Regions from separate parts of the Danio rerio genome. Here region 1 is linked to region 2. Evidence: chromatin contacts called from public Micro-C data. All regions are on one chromosome and are shown on one strand. Each heading gives the region's core, a stretch centred on a gene start, on an enhancer-like site or on the middle of the called end of the contact. The rest is flanking DNA. Distances are from core to core; before and after follow the strand shown. Region 1 holds the start of tbrg1 (transforming growth factor beta regulator 1). Region 2 overlaps lekr1 (Leucine-, glutamate- and lysine-rich protein 1).

Region 1 (4,134 bases), core at 843-3,342, 300 kb after region 2:
TTTCACAGATGTGCTGTAATGTCATACAACAATAACAATTTAATTGTTTGTTTATGTGATTCTTCTGACTATTAGTGTTTGTGTGTGTGTTTATTTTTTTATTTTATTTTTTTTACAGATACACTACCTCGTTTTTGTACTATAGTGAAGTACTGCAAGAAAATTAATGTTTTGGTAAAATTTTGTGTCTGTTTTTTTGCCATGTGTGTTTACTCTGATAACATTTTATTTATCAGTACTAATTTCCAATAGTATTTTTGGTTCACTCAACTTCTATCATTACAGGCCATTTAGACAAGAAATGTTCAGTTAGCACAACTTAAAAAAACTGAGCCATGTGTGTTTGCTCGGATAACATAATTTCTTAGTACTAATTTCCTTCTGTATTTTCTTGTTCACTTAACTTCTGTAATTTCAGGCCATTCAGACAAGAAATGTTCAGTTAACACAACTTTTGCTCTGATAACATATAATTTCTCAGTACTAATTTCCTTTTGTATTTTCTTGTTCACTCAACTTATGCCATTTCAGTCCTGCAGACAAAAAATGTTGTTTGCACAACTTAAAAATGCAAATAGGATATATATATATATATATATATATATATATATATATATATATATATATATATATATATCCAATGATATATAATGTAATAATTTTGTATTTAAATGTTTTTTTTTCTTTATTCTAAATCTTTTGTAAATATTTTGGTACATCAAAATGTGTGGTTATGATGACCATCCAACAAGCTTATTCAGCTAAAAATAGTGCTTAAAATGTATTTACATGTCATAATTAAATAGAAAATGATGCTTCAGAAAAAAACAAAACAAAAAGCGCTCTGGGGTAAGTTCAAATGTATGGTCGGTGCTCTTTGGGTAAGAGATTCATCAAATCTGCAACAAGAATCAGTCCAAGGCACTCGAGTAAAGTGAAAAAATTAAAAAGCCTTTATTCACATGGCTAGATCTCTAAAAACCAACGCGTTTCGGCAGAAGTCTGCCTTCTTGACTTTTACCCTGATGAAGGCAGACTTCTGCCGAAACGCGTTGGTTTTTAGAGATCTAGCCATGTGAATAAAGGCTTTTTAATTTATTCACTTTACTCGAGTGCCTTGGACTGATTCTTGTTGCAGAAAATGATGCTTATTTGTAAATAGTTCAACTTTTTGAGAAAAAAACAACCACCTCTTTCACCAAGCTGGCTACGAGCCTGACTTTGGTGGAAATATATTACTGGCAAAGACTGGTCACCCATTAATGAACTCACATTCTCATTGTAAAATCTGCAGTGCAACCGGTCCTCGGATGTGATGTTCTGACCAACTTCCACACATGCACATCCTGAACAACTTCCACTGAAACATCCTCAGTGAGGACTTTCATCCTGACTGTTTTTGCAGCTGCTCCGGAGGGCCCTCTGTGATCACAACCCAAATAGCTGTGATACTGATATAAGAATATAAACTGAAACAGTAGAAGCACAGATCTTATTATTATTTTAAACATAAAAGATCTTAAAATGTAAAAACAGGTTAGTTGAATCTATCTATCTATCTATCTATCTATCTATCTATCTATCTATCTATCTATCTATCTATCTATCTATCTATCTATCTATCTATCTATCTATCTATCTATCTATCTATCTATCTATCTATCTATCTATCTATCTATCTATCTATCTATTAAAAATTTGGTTTTGTTATACAAGGACTTGAAAAGAAAAGCTACAAATTTCTGCGGTTCGTACCAAGACTTGTTGAGAGTTCAGTCCAGTAGATGGCACTAACGCAAGCTCACGATAATGTGTGCTCTTTAAATAGGTCCCCCGCAAACAAAAACGAGCCAATTATTGTATAAGCGTTCCACTAAATCCTAAACCAAACATATCAGCAATTAAAGATCATATTCATTTTTTCATTTGCACAGCATGAGTACTCACTCCATAGTAAATATCGACTGAGATCACAGGCGACTTTAAACCGTGTCTTAATCCTAACGTTAAATAGGTGGAACGCGTGTTTCCTGTTTTTAGCTTAGCATCACCGATGCTGTATGTTTTTTCGTTCACGACACAGCAGTAAAACACTGATTTCACAGCTATGGATTCCCTGAACTTTGAGTCTGAGATGGAGGCGGATGGGCAGGGCAGTTACTCTCTGTTTCCAGCGCTGGACAGCATGAGCAGCCTGACTGGAGCCGCCGAGAGTCTTGACCCGTGAGTTTAATAAGAGGATTGATTGTTGCATTATTTTTCCAAGCTGTGTGATCTTACTTCACAAAAATGCTCCAAATCCAGTTCCTGGCGTCATGTTTAGGGCGTGGAAGAATTGCTAGGTTTGAAATTCAATTTAACTAACGTTATAGTCCCACGATAGGTGCCAGACTCAAATATCATCGCCCTCTGACTTTAATTTACGTTACCATGAAAAATGTTCAGAAGACAGTGCTGTAGTGCACGTCCCAAACATTCTAGTAAGATATTATAGCACAACAGCTAAAACATTGTGATAACCTTAGTGTTTTTTACTCAAGTTATCATGTAAAGAAAAGCACTTGAATGTAGTGAACCCTGAGTGCTACAAATACATGATGCCATCTGATGCCTACTGTAGTTTTACAATAAAAAAAAATAATTAAGTTCACCTAATAATGAAAATTGTTCTTCACTTCCAAACCTGTTAGATTTTTTTTTTTTCATCTGTTGAACTTTAAATATTTTGATGAAAGTTGAAATCCTGTAACGTTTGCCATTAACTTCCATAGTCTTTGTTTTTTCTGACTGCGGATGTCAGTGCCAGTTGTATTTAATGTTCAGCTTTTTATTTAGTGTTTAACATAAGAAAGGAGCTCATGAAAGTTACTAACCACTTGAGGATAAGTAGATTTTTATTTTTGGGTGAATCTTCCATCAAAAGCTGCAAGTATTGAGTTTAAAGGGGTCTGTCTCAATAAAAAAAAAAATAGATCTGTCCCTCTTTTATGAAAAATAATGCTTTTACACTTTTACATTTCTTATTGTATTTGGTTTTGAGCAATTAACTGCATGTTATTTACAGTCCAGTTTAATTATATTAAAGATGATAAAATAAATGTGGGGCGTCATGGTGGCGCAGTGGGTAGCACCATCGCCTCACAGCAAAAAGGTCCCTGATTCGAGCCCCGGCTGGGTTAGTTGGCATTTCTGTGTGAAGTTCTCATGTTCTCCCCGTGTTTGCGTGCGTTTCCTCCGGTTACCCCCAAAGTCCAAAGACATGCATTATAGGTGAATTGAATAAGCTATAAGCTAAATTGTCCATAGTGTATGTGTGTGAATGCAAGAGTATATGGGTGTTTCCCAGTGTTGGGTTGCAGCTGGAAGGGCGTTCATTCATTCATTCATTCATTTTCTTTTTGGCTTAGTCTCTCTGCTGCGTAAAACATGCTGGATAAGTTGGTGGTTCATTCCACTGTGGCAACCCCTAATTAATAAAGGGACTAAGCTGAAATAAAAATAAATGCATGAATGAATAATATTAAATGTAATTACTTTTACTTTTGTGTCATCCTGTAGTATAATAGTCAATACTTAAGTTTATGTGTACATTATGCACACCAAAGAATATTAAACCCTTATGATTTAAGAACTTTTGAGCATTTTTTGGAAGGGGTGTTTAAATTAGTAGCATAATTTATTTATTAAATTTAATCAATTGAAATAAAAAATCTATTAAATTTATTATGTCGTTAATTTAATGGTATTTATGCTACTCTTTAACACCAAGAAGAAAGCATGTCTAAGGTCATTTTGAACCATAGTAGTTTTTAATGTTCTGTTTGTTTATCACCTAATTCACACTTATTTATTCATGGCATTTGTTAATAAAAATGACCCAATGTTTTAATTTGTGCATTGTCAATACTTGATCATGAACCATGATTTCTAAACAAGAGCTGGAGTGGGTTTGTGTGAAGTGTTTTAATTATACTGCTGCTGTGTTTCAGTGAAACCCCCAGCGAGGTTGCAGATAAACCAAACCTCACATGGCTCGATGCTGCTCAGGTAAAAATAATCTTTTTTTTTTAAATTATGTTGTGGTTAATTGACACCAATTTCCTGTCATCAATTCAATAACTTTTCTTATTTTCA
Region 2 (3,605 bases), core at 176-2,675:
TGCAGTATCTTGTCATAACCACAAGATGACACTGTTTATCCAAATGATTGTAAAGTTTTTATTTTGTTTTTATTTGAATGGTTATGGCTTACAGCAAATTTGATATTTCAGAATAATCAGAATATGTTCTCAGAGATAAATAAAATATACATTTATAAAACAAACATTTGATATGTTCAATTATGCACTGCATAATTTTACATGAATTAATGCTTCAGTGTGGTGTGGCGTGTATGTGATCAGCCTGTGGCTCTGCTTATTGAAGCCCAGGCTGATTTTAAAGGGGATTTATGCGTCCTTAAATTTCACATTTATAATGCCTCCTAGTCACTGACATTATTTTTAGATTAAATGGTGTGAAACCTCTAATGGCAAGCACACCTTATTTATAAAGCACAATTTTACACAACCATATAGTTGATTCAAAGTGCTTTACAACAATAATAAAATAAAATATAAATTAGAATAAAAAATATAAGAAAAATTATATATGTAAAAGCTGAAATACAGGTAGAAAATAACATGAATGCAAGTCTTCAAAATTAGATTAAAAAGGATTCATTGATGATGTCCTGTTGTTCAGAGGGAGCTTTGGGGCTGTAACACTGAAAGCTTGATCACCTTTTGATTCGCTGTAAGACTGAGGGAGAGAAAAAAGAAACTGACCTTAATGGCCTGCAAGCTGTATTTGGCCATATATAGATGCATGACCATGTTTGTAAACATTCAGGATGCATCCGATGCTCGAGCAGGGAGGTGGCAGAAAAAACCAGTAGCGCCAGCATTTACAGCGAGGGAATGACCATAATTGAGTCCTTCAGGCTTGTTTGAAACCTAAAAGTAAGTGTGTTGGAGCAGGGTTGGAACTAAACTGGGCAGGGCTTCGGCCCTCCAGAAATTGAGTTTGACACCCCTGTTCTGAGACAATCGCGAAAACAGGCGCACTACCGCATTTTAGAATAAGGTCAATATATATATATAGATATATATTATATATGATATATGATATATATATATTATAGATATATAAATATATATATATATATATAGTTTGCTGTTGTATTAGAGATAAGTTATTTTGATTATATATATATATATATATATATATATATATATATATATATATATATATATATATATATATATATTATTTACATAATGCTTTCAGCGTGTTATAACAGCTTGTCACCCAGTGAAAGCACAGTGATTCGGCAAAATTTACATTGTACTCTTCAGTTTCAGATATACATACATATACACATATAGCATGTTTGGAATCTGAGAAGTGTTGAATTAATTTTTGTACTGGACTTATTTGACCACTAGATGGCAATGTTTCACCAGAAGATTGTAGCTGGCAACATCATAGAGGCAGGTTCTGGACCTCAGTCTTCTGTTTTGTTAGTTAAGGAAACTCCCTGATCTGCAGTGAGAATCTAACACACTCACTGTCACGGGTATTTTCCTGCGCTTACGTCAGCATCCATCTGCTCTGGAGTCATTCCAAATGGAGTTTCCCAGTATGGGGTTTTCAAGCACGTGAAGGCTGAGCAAATGTACCCGACATAACACTTTCCACATAAAATATTGCACGGGCTGTTTTGTTGAAAAAAAGTTTAATTTATACGTGTGTCCTCAACTGTATGATAGCCTCCAGTGAGTGTTTACATTTATACTTTACACTTGTGACCTACACTGAAAAAAGCAATAAGTGTATGTTACTTTCAAAAAAAAAAAAAATTTAACTTAATTTTATAATTATCCACATAGTCAGTTAACTTAATAGTTGTCAATTTGTAACTTTCAATACCATGGATATACTCATTTAATTAATGTAAAGTAAGTAATCAATTTTATTATATATTTAATATGTTTTAAATCCAGCAAATACAACATATCTCAGCATGTTCAATTTTCATGGTAAATTCGAGAAAACTATAGTAGTTGCCGGTTATGTCTCTCTCACCCGTCTGTGCAGTATTTCCAGTAGATGTCACTGAAGAAGAACAGACAATAAGAGACTTACTGACTCTTTATTGCAGTCATTAGCATGTCTTGGCTTGTTACTGTATATGCTTGGCAATACATCTTTTGATATGGTGTGTAGCTCTTATTTCTTAACCATGCTGAAAAACATATCCCATAGCTATAATCCAGGATGATAGTGCAAACATTCATCAAATTGTAAAAGTGCATTCATTATGGTGTTCTTTTGTCTTTCTTATGCAACATCAATAAGTTTATTTTAATCAATAGCTGAAATCCTTCATGACTGAGATCTTTTTTTGAAGATATGAACACCTCTACTATCTTACCGGGATGTCCACTGTTTTCTCTACCACACCTTTCTCAAGACTTTCACAGGGCTTCTTGCAATTGGTGGTCATGTCCTGGACTAAGGTCAGCATTGTATACACCTTCAAAAGACTGTTTTCATTTAGCTCTCTCTTTTTTTCTAACTTATTAATTAAACGACAATATAAACCTGACCAATTACAGAATCTAAATCACTTAATGGATTAGATGAAATGGATACATAAATAATAGTTGCAGGTAACCCTTTTGAGGTAACACTTAACTTGGAGTGTTCATAAGACAATTCGAACATATAATTATGAAATTACCTGAATAGGAATAAGATTTTATGCTTAATGACAAGGGCCATGAAACCCTCCCTGTCTCAGCAGGATGTTTTTTACACCTCTAGTTTGAAAAAAGTCTGGAAAATGGGAGAGTCCAGCTTTGTTTAGGGGAGAGTCGATTGGCGAAAGAGGGAAAGGTTTGCATGAAAAAGGGAATTTCATTACGTGCACATGGTGATAGACCATGACTACATTACATTGGACATCAGTAATGGAATTATTTGCCTTAATCTAAATAAGACAATAATATGATTGTTTACATGTGTTGCTTTCTGAATGTTTATTTCATGATCCCATTTTACATTATGGCAAATAGATCGATTAACATCATTGCGTTACCACGCTATACACATTTCCTCCGGAGTTTCATGTAATTTCAGGTGTTTCATCACTAATTTGTTGATTTTAACTGCAGTTTGGCACTTTCACTTTCCTTCAGCAATATTTCATGCATGCCCTCAATGACAAACAAAATACTGGATGCCAGGAACTGCTGGAAGAGTGTAGTTTTAAGAGGCGGAGTGTTATTCGGCATGGAATTTGATGCCACATGCCGAATGGGAAAAAAAAAAAAAACTCTGCATTTCTCGGTAGATGCAGAGAATAACATTAAACAGCCAAGTGTTTACAGACTATCCTGTCACAAAATGCGGCAAAAATCATACACGGCAAAAACTCTACATAGTGATAATAGTTTGATTTAAGGTGTTTACATGTTTACGTTGGGAGCAGCATTTACAGTGGATCTTTCAGTCCAAAATATTGTAGTGATACCACCGTAAACTTAGTAACTAAGTAATATTGACTAAGGTACTGTATGTCTTTAAAAAATGATAGAGTATTGCTGACAATATTAACTAACTTTGCCATCTGAATAAACATAAACAATGAACATTAATCGCACACTTACTAAATCCGTAAACAGGACAATCAACATGAACTGGAACCGGGTCTTTTTTTTTT

Evidence for each region. A called contact is a pair of places that touch in the nucleus more often than the background predicts.
Region 1: a Micro-C map of caudal fin shows a contact between it and region 2, with 20 times the contacts expected there. The contact joins the promoter of tbrg1 here to the enhancer-like site in region 2. A contact is called at or near these places in 5 of 18 Hi-C or Micro-C datasets (caudal fin, embryo and an unstated tissue) and 2 of 4 datasets of contacts at active chromatin or transcription factors (caudal fin and embryo).

Annotation. Positions count from the first base shown.
Region 1 is chr18:38,147,317-38,151,450 of GRCz12tu, forward strand. It overlaps tbrg1 (transforming growth factor beta regulator 1), which reads left to right and starts at 2,093. Exons shown (of 14, transcript NM_001114446.1): 1 at 2,093-2,223; 2 at 3,990-4,047. The coding sequence starts at 2,108. LOC141378749 (a long non-coding RNA gene) reads right to left here and starts at 2,458. Exons shown (of 4, transcript XR_012394046.1): 1 at 1,756-2,458; 2 at 1,273-1,469.
Region 2 is chr18:37,847,111-37,850,715 of GRCz12tu, forward strand. The region is part of intron 12 of lekr1 (Leucine-, glutamate- and lysine-rich protein 1); the gene reads left to right. Among named protein-coding and RNA genes, the nearest start is that of si:ch211-195m9.3, 170 kb to the right of the region's middle. Within about 2 kb of position 1,426, at least 19 of the 62 cell types and tissues checked have an H3K27ac peak or open chromatin away from gene starts, as enhancers often do. A contact at or near this core is called in caudal fin, where this site is marked.